Linked DNA regions of Pan troglodytes: all the other regions are linked to region 3. A link is a contact called in public HiChIP or PLAC-seq data. All regions are on one chromosome and are shown on one strand. Each heading gives the region's core, a stretch centred on a gene start, on an enhancer-like site or on the middle of the called end of the contact. The rest is flanking DNA. Distances are from core to core; before and after follow the strand shown. Region 1 holds the start of NCOA7 (nuclear receptor coactivator 7). Region 2 holds the start of LOC129144317. Region 3 holds the start of HDDC2 (HD domain containing 2). Region 4 holds the start of RNF217 (ring finger protein 217).

Region 1 (3,190 bases), core at 634-3,133, 470 kb after region 3:
CAGGAGAATGGCATGAACCCGGGAGGCGGAGCTTGCAGTGAGCCAAGATCGTGCCACTGCACTCCAGCCTGGGCAACAGAGAGAGACTCCGTCTCAAATTAAAAAAAAAAAAAAAAAAAAAAAAAAATCCAACAGCTCAAAAAGTGGCAAAGGTTAGGATGGTTTAGAACTTTCAGGATCAAAAAAAACTTAATGTCTATATAACACTATTTTTCTTTTTTTGACTCCACCATTGCCATATTTTCCTTTGAGGAACTCCCAGAATTCTACTTTACCCTGAATGTGGGAATTACTAATGATAAGTAGGTGCATTTTTGAGGGGCCTATATGGTTTATATAGTGGGAATTGATACTCTGGATGTAACACATTTACTATATTTGTGTAAATCTCTTAGAGAAAATTTAAAATTAGCAAAAAAAACATTAACTAAATGAGTTATTAAAACACAATAAACTAGCTATGTCCAACCATACATCTCAGAAAAGATCTCATATTTATAGAGATGAGAGTAGGAATAGCTCCAATATAGGCAAATAATCTCCAAAGTACATAATCTGAATGTACAGAAAAACTAAAAATTAACTCTAAGCATGATACTGAATAAGTATTATTCCTCATAAAACTATCTTCCTCTTTTATTAGTCAAACAAAATCAAGGTTAAACAAAGGCTTAACTGACTGCTTGTAAACACATCCAAATTATTTTTAAAAACTGAAAAATACAATTTTAGAATCACAGAACTTTATGTTATTTGATTGATTATAAATTACATTACCTGTAAATAGAGATGGCGTATTTTAAGCCTTAGATTAAATAAACTTTTAAAACGGTCAATTTTTAATGATTAAAAAACCCCAACAAGCGAATGAAAAGTACATAAAACTTATGATTTAAAAAGAAAAAAAAATACTATGAAAAAAAAACCCAACCAGCGAGTGAAAACTACACAAAACTCTTGACTTCTAAATGGCATGCAGGACACAAATGTCAAGGAAAACAAGTTTTCCCTGACCGGGAATCGAACCCGGGCCGCGGCGGTGAGAGCGCCGAATCCTAACCACTAGACCACCAGGGAACTTACTTAACGTTTCTCCCTAAACATATTTGCTATGTTAAAAATCTGCACTTACTTCCTCTAACCAGTAGGGGATAGAGTATTACGTCTAAGCCACACCCACTTTGTTCTTGTTCTGAGTCCTGGTCCCCGAATCTATTTCCTGAAATTGAAGCAAATTCTCGGAAGCGCCGGGATGGCCCCTTGAGGAAAAAACCTATACCCTCCAAATCTAATCCTCTTCCTATTGCCATGCTGGAAAATATATCCTGGAAATTCTCATTCTTTTACGTAACATGTAAATCTCTTTACCAAGACAAGTGTTGTCTGGACGCGTACTGTCCAGAGCCTTGTAATTTGCTTTATTATTTTATTAACCATTTTAGCTGCTCTTTCCAAATCTAAGTTCTGTCCCTCTCCGTCTTTCTTCGTTCTCTGTCACGCGGATGATAAGTCCCTCTAAACATTTTACTAAATCTAACGATAGATTGCCACCAGCTGAGAGCGTTTCTCGGCGAAGAGCCGGAGCGACCCCGCGCTGTCCTGGGTGCAGAGCGCGTGCTCTACAAATATGGGTGATGAAGGGTCACGTAGCCTCATAGCACGCGGTTCTATTTTATTTATTTGGCACACGCAGGCTAACGAAGCTGAGAGAGCTGTGGGTGGTATGCCTAGTGAAGGATCAGGACATCTGCCCAAGGCTCCAAGCAAGTCCTTCAAACCCACTGTGTTTGTCATCCTCCTACTTTCCAAACTGTGTTATTATCTGGGCAATTGCTTCACTTCTCCGCCTTATATACTAGACACGGCCAGGAAATGATGCAATTACCAAAGGAGTCAAGACACCTTACAGCCCAGCCTTAATTCAGAAACCCTCATAAAGTAGATGCAGAGGGCAGTAAGATATAACTCAACTTTGAAAATGTCAGCCGTTATAGTTGAAGAAATCTGACCCAAGAGACTTCGCTCCGCTGCAAGATGGAAGGAAGCTTAAGTAAGACATAAATTTGTAATGAACTTGCTCACAACATCCGGCGCCACTGTGAGTTGCAGTCATCATCCATTACCACAAAAATTAGGTGAGCCTGTGCTTGAATCTCGTATCTTTTTTTTCAGCAGCTCAGAGATGGAGTTTAAATCATTGAGATACTTTATCTGAAAATATGTAATAATATGAGAACAGGAAGATTTAAAGGGGTTATTAAGATAATAAGATAGAAAAATCATCAGAAGAAATTTCTACACTTTATTGTATTTTAAGTGGGACCCTTTTTTCCTATCCCAAGGAATCTTAGATCAAGTTCAGTAGGTGGAGCTCTTAACTCTTACTTAAGGGGTTGCTAGACCTCAGCATTAGACCATCTGGTTTTGAATAAAAAGATTAAGCAGATATTAGTTTAAATTTGTATAGGTTTAGTCACAATATTTTACACAAAGTACAAAAGGGTATGGTGAAAACCATCCTCCTACTCACTCCTTTCTTCTTCCCAGAAGTAACCAGTGTTACCAGCTTCTTCTGTATCTCCCAGAAATAATCTATGCACATACAACACATATCTGGTTCATTTTCCTCCAACTTTTTGGTTTCGAAACATGTCAAAGCAACAGAAAGTTGCAACTATAGAACATTGAACACACATATACCCTTCATCCATACCTTTGCCTTCCAATTTAGAGCTCCAGCAACTTGTGGCTATTAGGCACTAAAATGTAGCCAGTATGAATAGATGTTATGTAAATGCTGGATCCACACTGTATGTTTAAGCCTTAGTATTTAAAAAAAAGAAATGTAAAATATCGTGTTAATACTTTTTACTTTAATTACATTTTTAAATGAGAATAATTGGATATATTGGGTTAAATAAAATATTATTAAACTTAATTTTGCTTTCTTTTTACTTTTTAAATGTAGCTACTAGGATATTTAAAATTATACATGTCCTTACATTATATTTCTATCTTACAGTACTGTTCTAGATTCATCAATTATTAATATTTTCCATATATGCTTTCTCTATTTTTTTCGGAACCATTTGGGGTTAGCTGCAGACAGCATGATGCTTTATCATACATACTAAACACTGTATTATGCATCTACTAAGAGCAATCAATATAATTATCAACTCAAGAAATT
Region 2 (3,468 bases), core at 151-2,650, 440 kb after region 3:
TGAAGGCATGGCGGTGGGGACAGCGCAAAAGAGATGAGAGTGTGGGGGGAAAGGGGTTTCTGTTCTAATAAGGGCTTAGCACGCTGGCCGCAGGTCCTCCGCGCCGACCGGGCTCCTTCCCGCTCTCCCCCGGGCCAAACCCCGCCAGGGTCCCGTCTTTCCCAGTCGCGTCCTTTCCTCTTCTCCCCGCCCCGCGCCGGGCTTGTGTGGACAGAGAACGGAGTGTCAAAGGGACGCCCTGGGCCGATCCCCAGGAAGCTATGAATCCGTCCGTGACGGAGGGCTCTGGGGATCGATAGACGGCCCTTTCTCAGAGGCTCTCTCCACTACTGACCAAGCGGCCCTGCCAACGTGTGGTTTCCGGCTGGACCCCAACCCAGCCGCCGCCAGTCTCCCGGCACCGCCGCGCCGGAGCCGGCGAGCGGACCCCGGCGCCCCTGGCTGGGTCTCGCTCAGTCCCTGCCCTCGCAGACGCACAGCGGGGTGGCCAGTTCAAAAGTCCTACATAACTTGGAGAGAACCAGCAGCTAGAAAACATGTTTTAAACACACAGCTTGAGTTTTATACAACCCACGTTGTCCAAGGCACGAACTGTTGGACACGAATTCATACTTTAGAAACCAAATCTAATTTCCAAGCGCCAATCTTCACGTCCCGGACTCTAACTCTGCGGCTGCGAGTGCATACACCAGGGGGACTGGAGGAGACTGGAGGCAATTATCTGGACAATCGAAGCCCGAAAAACTCGAACTTGAAAATATACGATTATGTCCTGAAATGCCCGCGTCATTGATCTAGTCTTTCCTACCATCAGAGCTGACACAGCTCCAGTCCACGGGCTTCTCCGCGGGGTCTAGGATCCACAGTCCCTGCGGGCTGAAGACCCAATGGAAGTAACTGATGGATCGCAAATTGGAAATCGTAACGTGGCCGACCGACCTGATCGGGAAAACTCGCGTCCTTATATGAAACAGCCCCGAGGCCGCGAAAGTAGCCTCAGGAGTTGTCAGATTCAAAAGCAATTTTGATTTAAGCTTTTCAAAAGCCCCAGAGGGCAAATGTGACCACTCGGGTCAGCCAGTCAGCAGTTTGGGTCCAGACAGGGGACCACCGAGTGGGGCGGCCGAGGAGCCGCGGCGCCTCCCGACATCACACGCGCCTGCTCGCACTTAGCCACGCGCTCGGGGTTATTCTTTACACTCAGGACTGAAACTTCGCCCGCGAGACCGCGGGGCGCGGAGGAGGGCCGAAACCCAAGGTCCAGGTCCAGGGCCCGCCCCCGCCGCGCCCGCGTTGGCGCCCGCGCGTTCCCTCCGCAGGGGTTAGCAAGATTGCGCTCACTCTCGCCCCGGCTGCTCCCCACCCGCTCGCTGCTCTGGGGTACCAGGTCCGCGGCGGCGTTCCCACGCCTCTGCTGGAGCCTTGCGGCGGTCATTGGCGAGCGCAGCCCCGCCCCCTGGCCCAGCCAATCGCGGGCCACGCCGACCAGCGAGGGGGCGGTGCCGGGCGGAAGGCCTGGGCCGGTGCGCGGGGGCGGGTGAGGTGGCCCCACCCGCTCGAGGGGGGGGCGTGGCCGGCGCCGGCTCTTGGGGCCGAGCAGAGTTGCGGCGTGGGAAAGAGCCGCTAGGAGCAGACCGCGCCGCCGCCGGAGCCGCGCCTGCCCAGGCCCGGGGAGGGAGGAGGCGGGCGCCAGGGTGCTGCGCCCCGCTCGGCGTCCGAGCTTCCGGCCGGGCTGTGCCCCGCGCGGTCTTCGCCGGGATGAAGCGCCCCTGCGAGGAGACGACCTCCGAGAGCGACATGGACGAGACCATCGACGTGGGGAGCGAGAACAATTACTCGGGGTGAGCGCGGGCTCCGCGGGAGCGGCCCGCAGCTCGGGAGCTTGGGGTAGCTTTGTGAATGCGTGGCTCCCTGGAAATCCCGAGGCTGGTCTCCGCAGCATCTGGGTAGAGAGGGAAAGTTTGGCCTGAGAAAGTTTGAGTGGTGGGCGCTCGCAGAGCGTGAGTTGGGATGGGGCAAGGGATGTGGATTTTCACCGTAGGGGTGGAGTAGCCAGGATGGGAGACGCCACTGAAAGGCAGAGCGCAGGAATTGGCGAGGGAGGGTCCTGGCTGTCACAGTTGGACGCGCGAACGGCAGCGTCTGGGCGACAGGCGATGTCCCAGCCACTGAAACCGTATTTGGGGGCACTTTCAAAATAGATCAGGAGAAAATAAAAACAATTTGATTTTTGATTTTTAGAGATACCAAAATCACAACTTGATCTTTGGAGGAATTAAAGCAACCTGCGATGTCAAGGCTACGTAGGTTGAACTTTGCAGGTTGACCGTGTGTGACTTGGCTAACGCAAGAGTGAGTGACAGATGTAAGCATCGGAAAGGGCATCATTTCTTTGACTGCTTGTTCTCAAGTCTGGAAGAGATCGGCGTCGTAATCACAGAAGCCAGACCTCCACTTTCCTGTGACAGAGGGAGATTACCGAGGCATTTTAGAGCCAAGGCGGGTCAAATGATAATTGCTTCTAATTGGCATCCCCAGAAGCACCTTAATTATTTATCTGCAGCTGTCACTCAAAGAGGGAAATTCTTCCTACCTTTGGAAAACTGGTTTTCTTTCATATTGTTATTCTAATACATACAAAGCAAAGCACAAAATCTGCAAGAGCAAAGATATTTACACGAAACCGAAGGTTTAAGTATCTAATCATTAAAGTGTTGTTGTGCCGTCTTTAAAAATGAGGTCTGAAAAACAGAAGCTATCACGTGAAAGGTGAAACCCGTAAAGAAGGGGTGAAAATGAGGGGGACAGGTAATTCAGAAATAAGATCCAGAAGTGAGAAGGTGAGGTAATAGCAACCTGGTGTGTGCAGCATTTCTAAAATGAAAGAGAACAAATAACAGGAACCTGGGGAATTTGAGAACACAAAGAAGCATAGTATCCATGAATTATGAAGAGAAACAGATACAAACTAGAAAGGATTGTAAAAATTATGTGACCAAATAATACTTTGATTGAACTTTCAATATAAAAATATATTTTCATTAGTAAATCCAAGGTGCATTGCAGCTTCTGGAGATTTAAGCTTAGCCTAAAGTCTGAGACACACCTACGGTTTCATTTTCAAAGTAAAACATTCACCTAGTAATAAAATGAGTTTTAATTTTCCTATCAGTGGCATATTTAGGGCATATTTTTGGAAGATTAGTATGCAAAACATCAAGTTTGTCAATTTTTTCATGTTGCAATATATGACTAACTGAAGTTTTGAAACAGTAAGATAACTTCTATTTATTTTAAAGTTTGCACCTAGAGACAAGAGTTTGACGTATGACGACTGCACATCTGTTTGATAGTGGTGCTTAACATAACCCTGATTTGAAAAAGTGGCATTATTTTGTTCAGTGTGCCTGACAGGAGGGAGAAGGAAAGCTATTTGAGATTAGTTGACTTTAAAATATATGAGTGGAA
Region 3 (3,008 bases), core at 329-2,828:
TCTCCGGCCTCTGGACATTTCTGTATACCCAGCCAGTCCGTGGGACTCTCTGATAAATATGAAAAAGAAAAAGAAGTTTTAAAGAACAAATATTAACTATCTGCTATGCTCTTCAAGAGATGTCCAGGATATAACACACAGAAGCCGGGTCGTAATTTCAGAACCTATTACAAAATGTTTTGCTAAACTAGCTAAAATGATAGACATCTGGAATCAAATGAACTAGAGAGCTCAGAGAATGAAAGGGTAGAAGACAGAGAGAGTTAAGTCACAAAGTCCATTCGTCAAATTACTCTGTTACTGATGTATAATTATGGAACATATGCAAGTCCTTTAAACAAAAACAAAACTGCATTTTTCCGAACAAGAGTTGCGGCTTTGTGCCTTCAAATAATCCTACACAAGCAGAAAACACTGTATTGAAGGGTCTGAAAGTGAACGAGTGATAGGCTTCCAAATTCTGAGGCACAAGGGATAAGGGCACTTCTAACTGCTTGATGCTACCACCAGCCGTGACTCTTCCTTTTATTCACATCATAACTTCATCTTGTGAAACTGCATTTCTTCCTCAGAATTCTACATCTCTAAGGAATGTTATAAATAGTAGTCAGAGTGGCATGAAACGGATAATTTACTTTGAACTTGGGAGAGAGACAGGGAAGACGCACATGATGAAACTCGTGTGTATTACATTAAATCCCGTTTGCGGGGTGGCCGGGAGAAAAGTCTTGTTTCTGGAAGTAACTGTGAGACAGACATAAAAAGCTCCACTTAAAATCTGAAGAGCCGACAGATTCTGTTCTTCCCACCCGTGCTCAGAAGCAGCCGCGCTTTACACACACACACACACACACACACACACACACACACAGGTCGTGAGCGCGCGCGCGCGCGCGCACACACACACACACACATGAGTTCTGGGGTCGTGAGCCCCGGAAAAGCTCAGTGCAGGCAGGGCCAGGCCGGCTGCTCTCCGGGAACCGGCGCGGCTGCAGGGCGGACCTCGCGGCGCCAGGCTCTAGGCTCAGACTCCGGGCCGCCCCAGCTGGCCAGCCTGTCCCGCCGGCTGCTTCCTCCGTCCACCGTCGGCGACGCGCGGCCGCATCCGCAGGACTGGGGCCTTTCCCGAATTCGGCGTGGCTGACGCGGCGCAGGAAGGGGAAAGACCGCGGGCCGAGCGGGGAGGCCGGAAGCTCCGCCGCCCCACAGTCCCGCCCGCTCGGCCGCGGCCTCCCGGCCTGGTGCCCGCTCACCTTGAGCTGCCCTACCAGCCGCAGGAATTGCAGTAGGGACCGAGCCCCGTGGCCCGAGAAGGTCGCAGAGGAGACCGAAGCCATGCGGCCACCGACCCCGGCTGGGCGGAGCAGGCCGCGGCGAAGCTCCTCCCCGTCCTCCTCCTCCTCCCCTTCCCCTTGTCTTTCTTCCCCCTCCTCTTACTCTTCTTTCTCTTTCTCCTCCCCCTCTTCTTCTTCCTTCTGCCCCTCTTCCTGCTCCCCCTCTTCCTCCTCCCCTTCCAACTCCTCCTCCTCCTCTTCTTCCTCCCCCACTTCCGCTTTCTCCTCTTCCTCTTCCTCCTGCCCCTCTTCCTCTCTCCCCCTCCTCTTCCTCCTCCTCCTGTTCTTATTCCTCCTCCCCCTCCTCCTCCTGTTCTTATTCCTCCTCCCCCTCCTCCATATTCTCACGGTTTTCTCAGGACCTTCTGTCCAGCCTTCGCCTTCTTGGCCTTGGTGTCCGCTGCTTGGGCATTGCTCCGTCAGTGGCAGACACCTTGCTTGGCACATACTTGACACTCAGTACTCTTTATGAAAAATAAAGCTCTCCTTTCTAAATTTATGAACCTCGTTATTCTTCAGTTGACAGTGTAAAACCATGAAACTGGATGAGGTCACCTGGCAAGAGGGTGTGAATGAGGAAGAAAAGACACCCAAGACCTGAACCCCAACATTTAGACTTTGTGAGATCAAGAGGGAACAGCCAGTGAGGTAGGAAGAGGATTAGTAGGTAGGATAGTTGTGTCCTGGAAGCCATGTACAAAAATATTTCAAGAAGGAAGGAATATGGTCAACCAAGTCAATGTAAGGACCAAGGTTTGACTTCCAGACTTAGTAAATTCAATATTATTGGTTACCCTGACAAAAGTAGTTTTCAGTGTAGTGGGACAAGCAGAACCTAGTGAGATAATTCTGAAGAGAATAGGAGCAAGTATTACAGCACATTGGAGATGGGGTTGGGGTGCTGTTAACTAGTGGAGAGATTGTTTCAAAACAGGAGATATTATGTATGTTTATTTACTGATGAAGGGGATCTAGTAGAAAGGGAAACATTGATTATATAAGAGACAAAGAAGAGAAATATTTGAATGTCAGCCTTGAGTAAGGAAAAATATTCCCATCTGGTGTACAAGATAAAAGATGGGCTTTAGTTAGGAATATGGAGAATTCATTCAAATATTGGAGGAGGACAGAGTATAGGGTGACTAATCAGTCACACATGTGGTCATGGGAGGTTGTAGAAGTTCTCTTCTGATTGCTTCTATTTTCTCACCAAATTAGGAAGCAAAGTATAGGCTGGGATGTTATAATAACAAACAACCTCCTTATTTCCTGTATCTCAGCAGTTTAACACATCAAAGGTTTATTTCTCTCTCATGCTAAGTGTCTATTGTAGATCAGCTAGAGGATGCTGCTTGCTCTAACCTTACTCAGGGAGCTAGGAGGCTTTCTTTGCTCTCTTTTGCCAGAATTGGAAAAAAGAAAAGTGGCACTCTGGCTCTTAAAGCCTGTCTCTGGAAGTGATATATGACCTTTCGTCTACGTATCATTGGTGAAATAAGTAACACTGCCACGTCTAACTTCAAAGGGGGCCTGTGGAGTGCAATCTTGCTAGGCCTCTGGGAAGAAAGGAGGCTAGAATGTTTGTGAATAGAGGAGGAGGCATTTGAGGTTTAAGGAGTGATATAGTTTGGCTCTGTGACCCCACCCAAATATCATGTCAAACTGTAATCC
Region 4 (3,174 bases), core at 501-3,000, 340 kb before region 3:
GAAAATTCATTGTGGAACCACCATGTTAACTTTTCAATTTAATTCACTTCCATGCTGCTGGAGTCCCATGAGCACTAGATTGAATGCCAGGGGTGGTGGGTCAAGGATTCAGGCAAGTTTGGGCCAATCTGGAGGGTGGAAATAGGGAACCACATATTATTCTATTTTCACAAAGGCCCAAAGAATTCTGTAGGGAAGAAGTCATGGCAAAATAAAGGGCTGCAGTTTTAAGCAGCAGAGATATGGGCGGCCATCATGAGTCCCAGCAGGGACTTCTAATGGGTTTGGTGTAGAGGACAGCCACTTCCAGTAAGCTGGAACCTAAGGGATAAGGAATAAAATGGTAAACACTGGAAGAACAAGTTCTCAGAATACGAGTGAAAAATGTGTGTGAGGAGGGGTTCCCAAAACTATAAGAGGACTTTGAGGGGTTTTATTCCAATAGACGCTGTGGGAATATACTTTTTGGCATCCATTATTGTTACTCTGGTCTTAGCCTGTTGTCACCTGGAAAATGCAGATTACTTTTATATCTCTGGAAAGAATAGTGGCTTGGTCATCAGATGGCACACTCAAAAGGCACACATAAGTAGGTTTCTTGTCTCTGTCTTTAAAACAATAAGCACTTAAAGTATCATTTGGAGAAAACAGCAGTTACCAGGAAATCACTTAGCTGAGATAAAAAAGAAAAGAATCCTCGAATAGCATTTAATCTTCAAAATAAGAATTTTCCATTCTTGGGTCAGACCGATAGATGACATGGCATTTAGACATCGAATTCATACCTTTGCTTGCAACTGAGCCTCAGACACACATATATGATGGAAATGTTCTTTGGCATTACACTGCTTTCTTAGTTTGCATCGCTAGTCACCTTTGTATCATTTGCATCTGATTTGGAAAATATTTTAGAACAACCCAATAACAACTTCGAGATTAAAAAATAAAATTCTACACACTTTACAGTTCCTTGCTATTACATGAATGTGTAAATTGAATTCCCTCTCAGGAGAAAAAAAACAAGGGCTGGCTTCCCAAAAATGTTTTCACTGGCTTTAGGGAACTAAAACACCAGTGTCTGGGTGAGTAAGTAATACTTCCTGTAAAATAAAGATAGATCAACACATAATTAAGTCCTGGCTCACATATAATTGTTGTTTTGGAAACAGTTTTGAGGATAAATATGGTTATGCTAATGAAACTGCCCATGATTTCCACTAATGATCCAGTTTATTAATTAGGTCAGGACATTTTTCCACCTTGTGCTATATTTTGGAATGCTGAAAAGGGTTAAAAAAAAAAAAAAACTTCTAAGAGAACACTGTAGGCGAAGAAAAAGAGACAAATCTTAAATTAGTTATCAACTCTTGTAAGGATTCCAGTTGGAGGAGTAGATCGAAAGTGCTTTTTCGATTATTTATGGGTTTCGAAGATTCTTCCTACTCCACTAGGCAGAAAAACAGAGTTGTAATATACAGCATTTAGAATTCATAATCCTTAGCATTATTTCTCTGAACTGGACATCCTAAATAGCCAGCGTTTACTAATTCCAGAGCTGAGTGTAGTTTTGTAGGAAGTTCTACTGAATGCGGAGACCAAAGGGGAGCCTGCCTGCTCTGAGGGTTTTGTTGAGGCTGAGTGTGAACTCCGGGCGAGAAAGCGCATCTCAGCTCTTAGATCACACCCACTCAGGGTGTGCGTGTGTGTGTGCGCGGGTGCCTGCGCGCGTGTGTACGTGTGGGGAGGTGTGCGCCAAAGGGGTGGGGTGAGGGGCGGCGAGGAGGGCTGTAGGTGAAGCGCGGGGAGAGGGAGGTCGCCCGCTCCGGCCTCTCCCCCAGGGGCCCTGCGACTGGCCAGCGCTCCGGCTGCACCTCCTGGTGCGCGCCGCGGCGGCGCCACAGGCCCCTCGACCCTTTGACCACCGCCCTCGGGCCGCGCGTCCGGCAGCCGGGACCGGTGATGGCGCGGGACTGACGGCCGTCTCCTCCCAGACCCCTCTGTCCCGCCTGGGGCTCGCTGGGGCTGCGGCGCCGCCCCGAGCTGCATGTGGGGCGGGCGCGCCCGAGCCCAGAGCGAGCGGCCCTCGGCGCCCCCGAGGCGGTGCCCCGCCGCGCCAGAGTACGAGGAGGAGCGGCGGGCCGGGCCAGGCTCCCCACGCGCCGCAGCCTCGGAGCACGGGCTCCCCGGAGGGGACTTGGGGCGTCCCAGCCCAGGAGGAAGGACCCGGAAGCAGAAGCGGAGCCGCGAGTCGAGCCGAGCCACTGCCCCCGCTGCCCGCCGGCGCCGGGTGGGGGTCCCGGTGGCTGGATGGGCAGCGGCGGCGCGGGCCGCGGGCGGCGATGGGCGAGGAGCAGAGCACGGTGAGCGGCGGCGGCGGGCCCCAGGAGTCGCAGACCCTCGCCAGTGGCACTGCGGGCCACCCTGAGCTCCCGAGGCCTCAGGGGGACAGCGCCCGGGCGCCCCCGCTGCGCGCCGCCTCCGCGGAGCCGAGCAGCGGTGGCTGCGGAAGCGACTGGGGCTGCGCGGACACCAGCGCCCCGGAGCCCGCGAGGAGCCTGGGGCCCCCGGGCTGGAGTAAGAGCCGAGCACCGGCGCAGCCTGCGGGACTGGCACTCACCGGGCCTCTCAATCCCCAGACCTTGCCACTGCAGTTGGAGCTGGAGGAGGAAGAGGAGGAAGCTGGGGATGGAAAAGAGGGAGGGGATGAACAGCAGGAGGCGCCCCCCGGCGAAGAGCTGGAGCCCAGGACCCGCGCGGGGGCCGCCGACGGACTGGTCCTGGACGTGCTGGGTCAGCGGCGCCCGCCCCTCGCCAAGAGACAAGTCTTCTGCTCCGTGTACTGCGTGGAGAGCGACCTGCCCGAGGCCCCCGCCTCGGAGCAGCTCTCGCCGCCCGCGTCGCCACCTGGGGCTCCGCCAGTGTTGAACCCTCCCAGCAGCCGCTCTTCCTTCCCCAGCCCCCGACTGTCCCTCCCAAAGGATTCCCTCTCCCCCGACGGCGGCAGCATCGAGCTGGAGTTCTACCTGGCGCCCGAGCCGTTCTCCATGCCCAGCCTGTTGGGAGCTCCAACCTACTCTGGCCTGGGCGGTGTAGGGGATCCCTATGCGCCCCTCATGGTGCTGATGTGCCGGGTGTGCCTGGAAGACAAGCCCATCAAGCCCCTGCCTTGCTGCA

The links. HiChIP or PLAC-seq counts read pairs in DNA pulled down with a chosen protein or histone mark.
Region 1: an H3K4me3 HiChIP or PLAC-seq map of stem cell-derived excitatory neurons shows a contact between it and region 3, with 6 times the contacts expected there. The contact joins the promoter of NCOA7 here to the promoter of HDDC2 in region 3.
Region 2: a contact with region 3 is called in an H3K4me3 HiChIP or PLAC-seq map of stem cell-derived excitatory neurons, with 2.7 times the contacts expected there. The contact joins the promoter of LOC129144317 here to the promoter of HDDC2 in region 3. A contact is called at or near these places in 4 of 7 Hi-C or Micro-C datasets (blood, induced pluripotent stem cells, a lymphoblastoid cell line and 1 more), 1 of 1 datasets of contacts at active chromatin or transcription factors (stem cell-derived excitatory neurons) and 1 of 1 other capture datasets (stem cell-derived neural stem cells).
Region 4: an H3K4me3 HiChIP or PLAC-seq map of stem cell-derived excitatory neurons shows a contact between it and region 3, with 3 times the contacts expected there. The contact joins the promoter of RNF217 here to the promoter of HDDC2 in region 3. A contact is called at or near these places in 1 of 7 Hi-C or Micro-C datasets (stem cell-derived neural progenitor cells) and 1 of 1 datasets of contacts at active chromatin or transcription factors (stem cell-derived excitatory neurons).

The regions. Positions count from the first base shown.
Region 1 is chr5:137,653,905-137,657,094 of NHGRI_mPanTro3-v2.0_pri, forward strand. It overlaps NCOA7 (nuclear receptor coactivator 7), which reads left to right and starts at 1,884. Exons shown (of 16, transcript XM_063813429.1): 1 at 1,884-2,135. TRNAE-CUC (transfer RNA glutamic acid (anticodon CUC)) reads right to left here and starts at 1,077; the gene lies at 1,006-1,077.
Region 2 is chr5:137,622,047-137,625,514 of NHGRI_mPanTro3-v2.0_pri, forward strand. It overlaps LOC129144317, which reads right to left and starts at 1,401. Exons shown (of 4, transcript XR_010158185.1): 1 at 1-1,401. The region is part of intron 1 of HEY2 (hes related family bHLH transcription factor with YRPW motif 2); the gene reads left to right.
Region 3 is chr5:137,180,027-137,183,034 of NHGRI_mPanTro3-v2.0_pri, forward strand. HDDC2 (HD domain containing 2) reads right to left here and starts at 1,579. Exons shown (of 6, transcript XM_001152848.8): 1 at 1,257-1,579; 2 at 1-49. The coding sequence starts at 1,340.
Region 4 is chr5:136,838,389-136,841,562 of NHGRI_mPanTro3-v2.0_pri, forward strand. It overlaps RNF217 (ring finger protein 217), which reads left to right and starts at 1,751. Exons shown (of 5, transcript XM_054686920.2): 1 at 1,751-3,174. The coding sequence starts at 2,340. LOC104006968 (a long non-coding RNA gene) reads right to left here and starts at 3,104. Exons shown (of 9, transcript XR_010158180.1): 1 at 3,024-3,104.